Regions from separate parts of the Mus musculus genome. Here region 1 is linked to region 2. The links are chromatin contacts, called in public Hi-C maps. All regions are on one chromosome and are shown on one strand. Each heading gives the region's core, a stretch centred on a gene start, on an enhancer-like site or on the middle of the called end of the contact. The rest is flanking DNA. Distances are from core to core; before and after follow the strand shown. Region 1 overlaps Camk2d (calcium/calmodulin-dependent protein kinase II, delta). Region 2 overlaps Camk2d (calcium/calmodulin-dependent protein kinase II, delta).

What was found. Hi-C and Micro-C count contacts between places; a contact is called where the count stands out from the background.
Region 1: a contact with region 2 is called in a Hi-C map of germinal center B cells, with 2.5 times the contacts expected there. The contact joins two enhancer-like sites. A contact is called at or near these places in 2 of 15 datasets of contacts at CTCF or cohesin (large pre-B cells and pro-B cells), 6 of 484 Hi-C or Micro-C datasets (the N1E-115 cell line, centrocytes, germinal center B cells and 2 more), 4 of 115 datasets of contacts at active chromatin or transcription factors (the 230-238 cell line, bone marrow-derived macrophages, pancreatic cancer cells and 1 more) and 2 of 9 other capture datasets (adipose tissue and liver).

What each region holds. Positions count from the first base shown.
Region 1 is chr3:126,806,806-126,812,130 of GRCm38.p6, reverse strand. Camk2d (calcium/calmodulin-dependent protein kinase II, delta) reads right to left here. Exons shown (of 21, transcript NM_001346635.1): 15 at 3,882-3,923; 16 at 1,444-1,492. Among named protein-coding and RNA genes, the nearest start is that of Gm15551, 140 kb to the right of the region's middle. Within about 2 kb of position 1,985, at least 26 of the 459 cell types and tissues checked have an H3K27ac peak or open chromatin away from gene starts, as enhancers often do. A contact at or near this core is called in centrocytes, germinal center B cells and pro-B cells, where this site is marked.
Region 2 is chr3:126,693,499-126,698,933 of GRCm38.p6, reverse strand. The region is part of intron 3 of Camk2d (calcium/calmodulin-dependent protein kinase II, delta); the gene reads right to left. Among named protein-coding and RNA genes, the nearest start is that of Gm15551, 27 kb to the right of the region's middle. Within about 2 kb of position 2,148, at least 201 of the 459 cell types and tissues checked have an H3K27ac peak or open chromatin away from gene starts, as enhancers often do. A contact at or near this core is called in centrocytes, germinal center B cells and pro-B cells, where this site is marked.

The DNA.
Region 1 (5,325 bases), core at 736-3,235, 110 kb before region 2:
TCTGTCTGTCTGTCTGTCTGTCTCTCTCTCTCAAATAAATGGTCTTTACTTCAGCTGCATCAGCCTTGGCTCAGCTCTTTGTTCTGGTGCACAATGACCTAGACTCTCTCTGGGAGTGTCCACCAAACACTTACCTAAGCTGGTATCAAAACCATGTGCAACATTTTATTTAACTGAAGAGCTAATGCTAAAACATTCACAAGATGATCCTTCCTGAATCACTGGCAAAGCTAAATGGTGCATCTGTTTATTTGGTTAACACATATGTTTTTTACGTAATATCAATGACTCAGCAAAAATGGGAGGCGTAGACTTAATCGTAGCCTTGACACTGATCTCTACATTTGCACTCTAAGAAACAATGAGTGTCTTTCTTTAAGAGAAGTAGGGAAGTGCCCTAGTAATACAGAGAGTATGCCTGAACAGTGCCAGTGCTCTACTTAACCAAGAAGAAAAGGAGCAGCAGAGGTGACTGCCAACTGTGGCCTGCAGCCATTTTCATTTCCTAAATTGTCCATCTTCCTCCTGGACCTGAGATCTACTTACTGGTTATTTATTCTATAACACAAGTTCATATGTTTTTCGAGACTATTTCATTAACGCTACCTAAAGAATTATAGAATTTAGTGACATTTTTACAAAAGGTACTTCCCAGTTAAGATTTAGCTAATGGATGAATCACATTTTTTCAATTCTTCAAATATATTTTACCCTCCTTTAAATGTTTATTTTAAATATCTTTATTATTATAATAATATTTCAGAATATATTCTACCCAAGCAAAGAGGAAGCTATACATACTGAGCTACAGCAAGAACACAAAACTGCACAAGAAAATGGAGCAAAATTAACACTTCAAAACCAACTATGTGGTCAGAGGAAGTAGAGTAAACCTGAAGTACATATTGAGCATGTTTGTGCGGTGGTTCTGTGATTTCAATAGCTTGATAGCTTTGGCAAACAAAATGAAATGGATGTCAAAGCTATATTAAGAAAGTCTATGAAACCCAAGCCAAAAAGCTCCCAAAATCATAAAGCTCCATTGATATTCAATGGAGACCGTTAAAAATTATTAGAATATTTTCATAACACTTCTTCAGAATATAATCTTGAATACAGTTTTCTATACAAGCTTTAATGATATATATAAAATGTATATATATTTTATTCAACTTTTGACTGACATGTTTAAAATCAGTCGTTAGCTGCAATGTCAACAATATGCTTGCACAGAACACATGTTTAAATTTAAATCACATGAAATGTGAAAAAGCTGACATATTCACAGAGTGATTCATTATCCAGAATAATGTATTCATAAAACAAAACAAAAAAGAATTTCTTTTGGGATAAATCTTCTTCCTAGTTTAAAGTGAACAAGCTTTGCTGTGATGGATGTGGCTCTGTGAATTAGGGCTTTCCCACTCTTTGCCTCAAGCCTACCTTTCACGTCTTCATCCTCAATGGTGGTGTTTGAGCTCTCAGTTGACTCCTGTGCAGAGGGAAACACAGCTTTAAGCTTCACAAAACAGAGAGCTAGCTCTTATGACAAACTTGGCTGGTGATGCATACAGATCATGCAAACTTCTTCAGCAGGCTGTGTGCATATGCCGACATGCAAATGGACACATATGTCAAGTGACTTTCAACAGAAACAAGATGTCATATGCTGCAAACATTTCAAAGGGAGCACTCTGGTTGCCTAGTCACGGATGCAGGATAAATCCAGGTGATTTGTAGAAGCAGAAGAAGTATGTAGTTTATTTGAAGATGAATTGCATGAGTTCACATTACAGTGCCTCATACAGTGTGTTTTTAGGAGAAGTGGAATATTTCAGCAGAATAAATTTTAAATTTAAAATACATGTTTTTTTTTTCTTTCCCTAATGAACCTCAAAAGTAGCAAGTTTTTGCATTGGGCACTGTGTTGAGTATAGAATTTGCTATTTGTCTACCCTGCACCTGTGTGGAGAAAGGGCGCTCATTTCATCAGAAGCTGGGACTATCCAGCTGAGCCAGGCTGAGCACAGCTGTCACAAAGTTTCAGGTTTATCTTTAGGACACTGAGATCGTAAGGCATAGTATGTTTTCAAGGTCAGTTAGACTTATTTTCATTCATTCATTCTTTTTTTTTTTTCATTCTTTCTTAACTCAGAACGGGTTACAAAATCTCTTCCCACAAGGAAAAGACAAAAGATCATTGAGAGTCTGCAAATGAAGGTGGGGAGTAGCAAGCACATTCACAAGTGTACTGCTACTGCTGGAGGGGAGACACTTCCTACAGGAGCTTCATAAAGGCTTTTATTACACTTCAGTAATGAAACGCTTTCTAGTAAAGATATGTTGTAGTATTTGTAAGTACTCATTTTCCACTTGGAATGATTAAAGGCCAGAGCTGAAAATAACTGGGACCAACCTTCCAGTTAATAGCTGTATGTTCAGTGAATGGAAAACAGGGTTTGGAGGATAGTTTAAAAAAAATTCCAGTCAGTGTCCATTTATAGATTTGGTATTTTTAGAAAGCCATCTATTTATATGCATATATACCATATATAATATTTAAACCAAAGAGATAAACTAGCTAATGTCCAGAGTCTCCACACATACAAAACCAAAGGGGGAAAAACACCCATGCATTTCTTTAATGTGATGTAGCATTCAGACTTAATCTCAAAATGAAGGTTAATCCCATGCACTTAAAGAAAATGAATTCATATAAGCAATAAATAGCATGCAGCAACCCTTACAATTACGGCAGTGTCCACACCAGCTGCTATGCCTGGTCTTTCATTTGATAGTGCCATTAATGGGATTATTCTCATATGTGCTGGTCCTGACTACCTCAAATCTTTTGGGGACCTAGAACATCTCCAGTGTCATGACACTAATGTACACACCAGATGACGACACAAAACACTTCACATTTTCAACATGGGTCAACTAAATATTGATCCAGAGATGAAATATATTTCCTGATCCTTCAACGTTAATGATTAGAGTAAGGAAAAGACCTGTGACTTAATCAGTATCTTATCTGATGCATTTTCCTCCCTTAAATATGAAAATGAATGTATACCAAGTTATAAGCTAGACATAGAATATATAGAGAGCATATCTCCTTTTATCCTTCAGACATGTGAGTGTTGGTATGAACACAGTATACATATAACTTACAACAGGTAGAGCACATTAGTCTTCATTCAGCAACTTACTCAAATGTATGTTACTGTAATTCATATAGATTGACAGCAAACATATTTAACAAAAAGTGGAACTCCCCGATTCTCTTCAAATTCACTGCAAACAGCAACACCACCAGCGATATCATCAATAACAGGGAATTGAAAAACAAGCAACCAGAAACAACAACAAAACCACTGTGACAACAGAGGACAATGGAAAAGCTGAAAAGCAACAATGTGTTTTAGAAAAAAAAATATACCTACACACTTGTTATGTTTGAAGATGAGGAGGATGATAGCAAGAAATTCTGAAATTTCGTGCTGTATATGTTTATTGTATAACGCACAAACAGACATGGAGAATTAAAAGGAGCACACGGAGTAGCTTAAGATACACGGTCATCTCAACACAAAGACTTTGCAAGTGTTTACACAGACTCTTACTCTTTTTTTTTTTTAATATACTAAGGGATCATTGATCTCTCTCTCTCTTTCTCTCTCTCTCTCAGGGTATCATTCATTTTGATCTGAAAGAAGTCTATAGATAATTCTAGAAGAATTAGGCCTTAAAGAGCATGTGGTGAAAAGATGGCCATTTTTTTTCCTTCCCCACTTGAGATAATGACTGGGTTTTGCACAGGGCATTTGGTGAGTTGTGTAATCTTATCAGAGCAAATGGGGTTGCTTCTCTCTGAATACCTTGTTTCCGTCAGGGTTGTGGATTACAGTAGTTTGGGGCTCCTGAGTGAGAACAAAATAGAGAAAGAAACAGTTTGTTTTGGTAAGTACATTCTTACTAGTCTGTGGGACAGAGCAGAGAGGGCCAACAGACAAGACTAGTGACAAGAGCTAAAGCCAGGTAAGGGGCTGTCAACAGCTGACAGGATCTCTGTGGAGGCCTCTGTGGTGAGCCCATGAGATCACACACCTCTCTACCCAGAAGCAGCATGCAAAAGACCTTATTCTTGAGAGGTGAATGAGGAGGCTTTGCAATTTGGAGACCTAAAGAGGCAGTCACTGTTTCACCCGGCCCTATCCCAGGAAGAACTTCTTTTCTTTTCCTCTGAATACTCTATTTCTGTCTGTACGCAGGAACTGGCCAAGAGCACCATAGATAGAATTATCCACGAAGATATCAAAATCTTTGTGAAGATTTTTTTCCAGCTATATTGCCTTGGGACTCAATTCTGATATTAATATAATCAACACATAGCTGAATATCCTTGGAGACTTTTGAAACACTGGACCACATTTAAAAAAACAACAATAACAACAACAACAACCCCCCTACACACAAAAATGTCCAAAAGAATACACACAAAAGGCATGAAAAAAATTCTAAATGATACTTTTTAAAAAGTTTGTTTAAATGTTTTAGAACTAATAATAGAACACAATCATTGGAATCACTGTTGACACATCTTATACTAATCACGTTGAAAATAAAAGTTCTACTTCATAAACTTCATATCTAGAATACTAAGTTTCCTTTCTTCTCTACTGGATACTATATTTCTGTCTATCTCATAGAAACTGGCCAACAACACCAGAGATAGAAATATCTAAGAGGAGATCAAATTCTTTGTGAGGATACATTTTATGTAAAATTCATTATATAGTATTTATAGGTAATGTTTTTTTTCCCATGAAGAAATTATTATTTTTCTGTGAGAAAAAAACTTTTTTTTTTTTTTTGGTTTTTTGAGACAGGATTTTCTCTTTAGCCCTGGCTGTTCTGGAACTCAATAAGCAGTAAATAATACTCAAATATTAATTAAAAAAAAAGACCTAGTGTTCATACAACGATAGCATGCCTGCTGCAGCCACTAACGGCCACCCTGGCACCTGTGAGTTGTTATAACCATGGCCAGTCTTCTCCACCACGGGCATTTCCTCAAGGGAAAGCCTACACTGCATGCTTAGAAAACTCCTACCACAGCTTCTTTTCTTCCCTTCTGTAGCTTCAGCTGTGACACTGACTTTACTATTTATAACCTGCTATCTTTTGGCCACTTTTTTCTTACCTATTTTTAAGAAAACATGTTTTTTTTCCTAGGGATTGAACACCAAAGTCTCTTCTATGTTACAAAAATGTTCTCCTACTGAGCTTTGCTCTCTCTCAGTCCTGATAACCCTCTATCAC
Region 2 (5,435 bases), core at 899-3,398:
GGATTTGCAAAGTGAGGTTTAGGAAAAAGTAAAAAAATTCCTCCAGCTTGGCAAGAAGCTGTGGCCCTCAGCAAGCACCCCGTAAGGCTTTGTTCTGACTCTTGATTCCTACAGGAAACTCTAAAGAGAGTACTACCCGAATATCCTCCCAATTTGTCCTGTACTAACTTCATTCACTGGAAAAAAAATAACTTAGATAAATACAGAGACATTCCAAGGATGCAAAGCCGTGTTATGGGTGAGACGGTGGGGAGGGCAGATCTTCTGGAGTGACTTAAAAAAGGAGACACTTTAATCTACTTTCTTCCCTGTCCCCAGACATCTTAATGACACTGAGAAAAAAAAATGCAAGCATAACATGATTAGTGAATATTGAAGCTATGCGTAGGGATTCAAATGATTGGTATAACATAGCTTGTGCCACAGTTTTAAGAACAGCTTGTGTGATAGTCTGTGTCTAAAGAGAAAGCTTGAATAAAGTCCTTCAGGTCAAGGACAATCCCACGTGTGAACAGAAGATAACATGGTTCCTTAGCCATCCCCAACCTATGCAAGACCTCTGGACAAACAAGAAAAGGAGGCTCCCTCACATCTCTGAACCACCCACCAAATTAGGAATGCCAAGAAAGGCTGGGGGTGACACCCAGAGATGAGGCTGAAAGAAAAGGGGGGCCATAGGCTGGGTATCCCAGGGTATCCCAGGGGTATAGCATGCCTCAAAGGCTCTAAAACCGGTGTCAAATGCCTAGATTGAGAGGGAAAGAGAAAAGAGAGTAATAACTACCCTAAAAGTAAAGGTAGGGAAAACACTGAGAAAGGTTGAGAAAATATGAAATTGCATGATCTGAATTTGCATGTATGTGTTTTGAGAACATATATAGAACCATTTTAGAATGTTATCATTTCCAATGTTAGGATTTTAGAATTTAGCTTGAGGAACTAAGGGCCTCTCTAAGAAAAGGTATTACCAAGGGAAATGATGCTGAGTTTGCAGTAGAAGATTCTTCACTCAGTAGCCAAGGGGAGTTCTAAAAAAAGGCTTAGCAGAGCAGGACTATGGAGTGTGTACCAAGGAGAAGAGACCAATTTATAAGCTATTGAGGAAGTTAGAGGGAGAGGAATTTGATTATATAAATCCTCAAGGAAAAAGAGGTGAACAGGCTGGACAGTGGTGGGGCACACCTTTAATCCCAGCACTTGGGAAGCAGAGGCAGGAGGATTTCTGAGTTCGAGGCCAGCCTGGTCTACAGAGTGAGTTCCAGGACAGCCAGGGCTATATAGAGAAACCCTGTCTCAAAACAAACAAACAAACAAACAAAAAACAAACAAAAAAAAGAAAGAAAAAGAAAAAAAAAGAAAAAGAAAAGGTGAACAGGAGAACACTGGGGAGTCTTCAGTCTAGGTACATCTCTAAGGCAAGGCAGAAGCCTCACAGGCTAACACAACCCCAGGAGCAGGTTTGGGTAGGGGTTCAAATCCATACAGTTTTCAGTATAGTATAATGAAGAAGGTATTGATACAATTCCATATGAATATTCTAGTAGGCAACAAGGAATACGTCTAGAGGTAAATGTCAAAGAGAAGAGTGGAGCAAGGAAAGCCAGAATGTTCATAAGATGCCCTTGGACACAGAGGAAGGAGACTAGAAACAAGAAAGTTGAGACAGAGGTGCAAGCTTGAAAACCCAAGTATTGTACAAAAGCCCCAAGAGGTAACTCACTTTTCAAGTCTAGAGGGACTGAGGAAGACTAGAACCAAGAAGGCCCCAGTGGACTTGGTACTACCCAGGAGGGGATGGAGTCACTCAGAGTACTTTCACTCAACAACAATGGGGGCCTGAGCTGAAGACAGACATTCGAGACAGGAAAGGCCTTGATACCCTATGGAATCAGAGAGTCCTGTCCAACACTCAGCTAGCAGTCTGTCTACTGTAGCCATGATCATCACCTGGTAGCAGCTACCGACATAGTTTTGACTTAGGGGCGATACTGTTGCTTCTTCTGGTCCTTGGAGATAGTCAAGACTCTAGAAAATATTTCACAGCTGACGCACATACCTAGTGCGGGCACTTCTTTTACAGGTTCCTGTGAACAGTCCAAGCTTCCCTCACAGGGCTGATGCTCCTGACACAGCTGGCACCCAACTTCAGTATTTTATGCAAATGAAAAGTAATGCTGTTACACAGAGCCCTGGGGGCCTTGTGCAGATGAGGAAGTCAGATCAAAATGTGAACTTCGGAGTCAAACAAACGTATTTGAATCTTGGTTCCACCCTCTGTAAACTAAGCAAGCTCAACCAAATTTAATTAACATCTCTGAGACTCACAGAGTCCCGATTTATATAGGCACAGGATCAGTTACTGACAGTGAACTGAGTTTTAAAAAATGGAGATTTGGTTTCCTGAGACATAGAGTAGTCTGGAAAGTAATAAGATAATTATATGAAATATAAGATAATTATATGAAATGTTCAGAATCAATACGTTTCAGGTTATTACTATCTAAAAAAAATCTACCTATTTTTCTTAAAGCTTTCTTCTTCCAAACAGAATAAAGAACTGGAAGTTTGGTACTCTGTGTAATTATGAAACAGATATTTATAAAAATAAAATACTATCAAAATATCTAATAATTAGAATACTGCTATAAAATAAATACAATAAAGTTATTGCCACTTATTAAAATTATTACACCATCTGCCCTGTGATAAACCATGAGGCTTTCACAGTGATTGTTAAATTTTTTGGTTTGCAAAATAAATACTAGACTTGGGCTACAATATACCCATGAAATAAAAGTGATATGCTACACTTTAAAATTAAGGACAAGGAAATGAAAACACCTCAACAAAACTATAAATTACTTTAGACAGGTTTCTCATGAAGAAATGGAGGGGGGGGTCTCTCTATGCTGCACAACTCAAGGATGAGGAGTGAAGCAATCAAAGAACTATGAACATCCAGAAAAAGAGAAAACATTACAGAAAGATCAGTTATACCGTGGTTCCTCAGTTTATAATCGTCCCAATTAGTAGTAAAATATGTGACATTTCAACAGGAAGGGATTCCTGTGTCCTGGAGCATACGCGGCAAACAAGGCATTAAAGTCCAATAAGGGCAGAGGACAAAAGAACAGGGTCAGAGGAGCTGTCACGGATCCAGGTCATCCACAGAGCTGTTTGTGAAGCCATGCGTGGATGCCCAGGAGTCCAGCCTGCCAGCGTACAGAATGAATTGCCCAGAGCCTCAGCAGTCCATTTCCAGCCTGAGCTGAGACAGCAGTATCAATCACTAGCAGTAGGAAAGGGACTGGAGCGGTGACAGGCTCTTAGGCCAGGGAACTCTGCAGCACAAAGCAAGAACTGTTCCTTTTCTGGCAGCTCACTGTTGCGATCGATGCCTAAGCCAGCGAATGCGTGTGAGTCAGAGACTCTCATGCTCTGCAGTGACCCCAGCAGCCTCTCTTCCACTGACCATCATCTGGTTCTGGGCCTTGATGTGATTGGCTTATTTCTTTTATTAGGGTAATCTTTATGCCTGGTAAGAGTGGACATATTCAGAGCTGTCTGCCTCTCTGTCTCTCTGTCTCTCTCTCTGTGTCTCTCTCCCTGTCTCTCTCTCTCCTTCTCTATCTCTTTATTCTCACTCCCTCTCTCTGCAACTATACTGAACATCCTGGTAAACTGCAATGAGTTTTTAAACTGATTAAAGTCAGCTTCATAATTTAAAAAAAAAAAAGGTTCAAAGGATAATAGGAATTGCCTTATAAGAAATTTGCAGATGAAGATGGATATATTTTCTTCTCTACTCTACAAGCAAAAGCTTTTATTATGCCAGGGTATTTCACTCTGGCTCATGTCCACTGCTGTCATAATGGGTTTCTGTTATATAAAGAGGCAATCACTCAATGAGGGCTATTCTAAATCAGTTCCATTAGAGGGACAACTGGGGAACTCCAGGGATTTGGGGAAAGGTGGGAAAGGAGAGAGCCAAAAAGAAAACAAGACATCAACAACACAATCAAAAGAAACAGGAAGATACATAAATAAGTAAATGCGTCTTCTTGGTTTCTAGGCCGAGATGGAAGTGAGTCTTTCAAAGGATGACGAAGTTGGCCTTAGTGATGCACAGGCCAGAAACTTAAAATATGAGAAAAAGGTAGAGTCAAAATTATTTTAGTGATATTGTATATATATATAAATTCCACAATCCTCTGAAACAAATAGCCAACTTATACAAAAAAAGAATTATGCTGGGCATGGTGGCATAAACATTTAATCCCCACACATGGAGACGTAACCGATCCCTTTAAGTTCCAAATCAGCCTGAACCACAGAGCGAGTTTCAGGCCAGTTAGGGCCACAGAGTGAGAAGTGAGACCCTGTCTTACAAACTACAACGAAAACAAGAATAGAGGAAAGCCTGGAGTGGTTTAGCTAAGGTTACACACAAAATTCCAAAGCCACAGGTGACCAGGAGGTGGTAACTGAGACATAAAGAGACTGGAAACAGACATCTACGGTAAACCTGGGACAGAAAATCTAGTGCCCGGGCAACTGGGAGCACAGCTGAGAGCAAAGCCACTAGAAGACAAATAAACCTGAGCAACTAAGGAAAAGCCTTTCAGGCCACAATAGACCTAGTAGAAACGGGAGCAGAACTAATGTACAAACTGGACTCGTCTTGCAGCATAGGGAGAATTTCAAATTACCCATGGAGTCAACAGCTTAGCTTCTCAGAATACATGAGGTGGCCAGGAGATACAAAGCTGTTTTCCTGAGTCAAGAGAGACTCAAGAATTCAATCCATAGCCCAGAACCCAGTAACCCACGCAGGAAAGTCTTCTAGACAATGAAGCTCAGATTAACCAAACTCACTCTACCATCTATGTTTGTAGAGCCATAGCCTGGCAATGGTTTCTCTCTCTCTTTTTTTTTTTAATTGCATGAAATTAATAAAAAATAATATTTCTAAAGATTTATTTCTTTTTATAAATATGTGTATATGGTTTCAAAAGTTTATATGTTCCACATGCATGTAAGTGCCCAAGGAGCCAGGAGAAGGTGTTAGATCTCCTGGAACTGGAGTTACAGGTCATTGTGTGCCCAGTTCTCTGCAAGAACAGTAAGGGCTCTTCACGGCTGAGCCATCTCTCCATCCCCTGAAGGATAATGTTTTATGACATATAAAAAATTAAATTTGGCTTTCAGTGTCTATCAATAATTCTGCTAGAATGCCATCGCTCTCGCCTTCCTCCAGGAAATGGTATGCCTGCTTTTGAGCAATGATCATTAAGAAAGTGAAACTAGAAAGAAAGCCCAGCCACCAAAGCTTTTGACTATTGTTAAGTGTGCTTCCTGGGAAAACCGAACAACCCTCACTTCCCAGCAGACTCCCAAAGTCCTTTAAAGGAATCACATGCAGCAGGGCAAGCCAG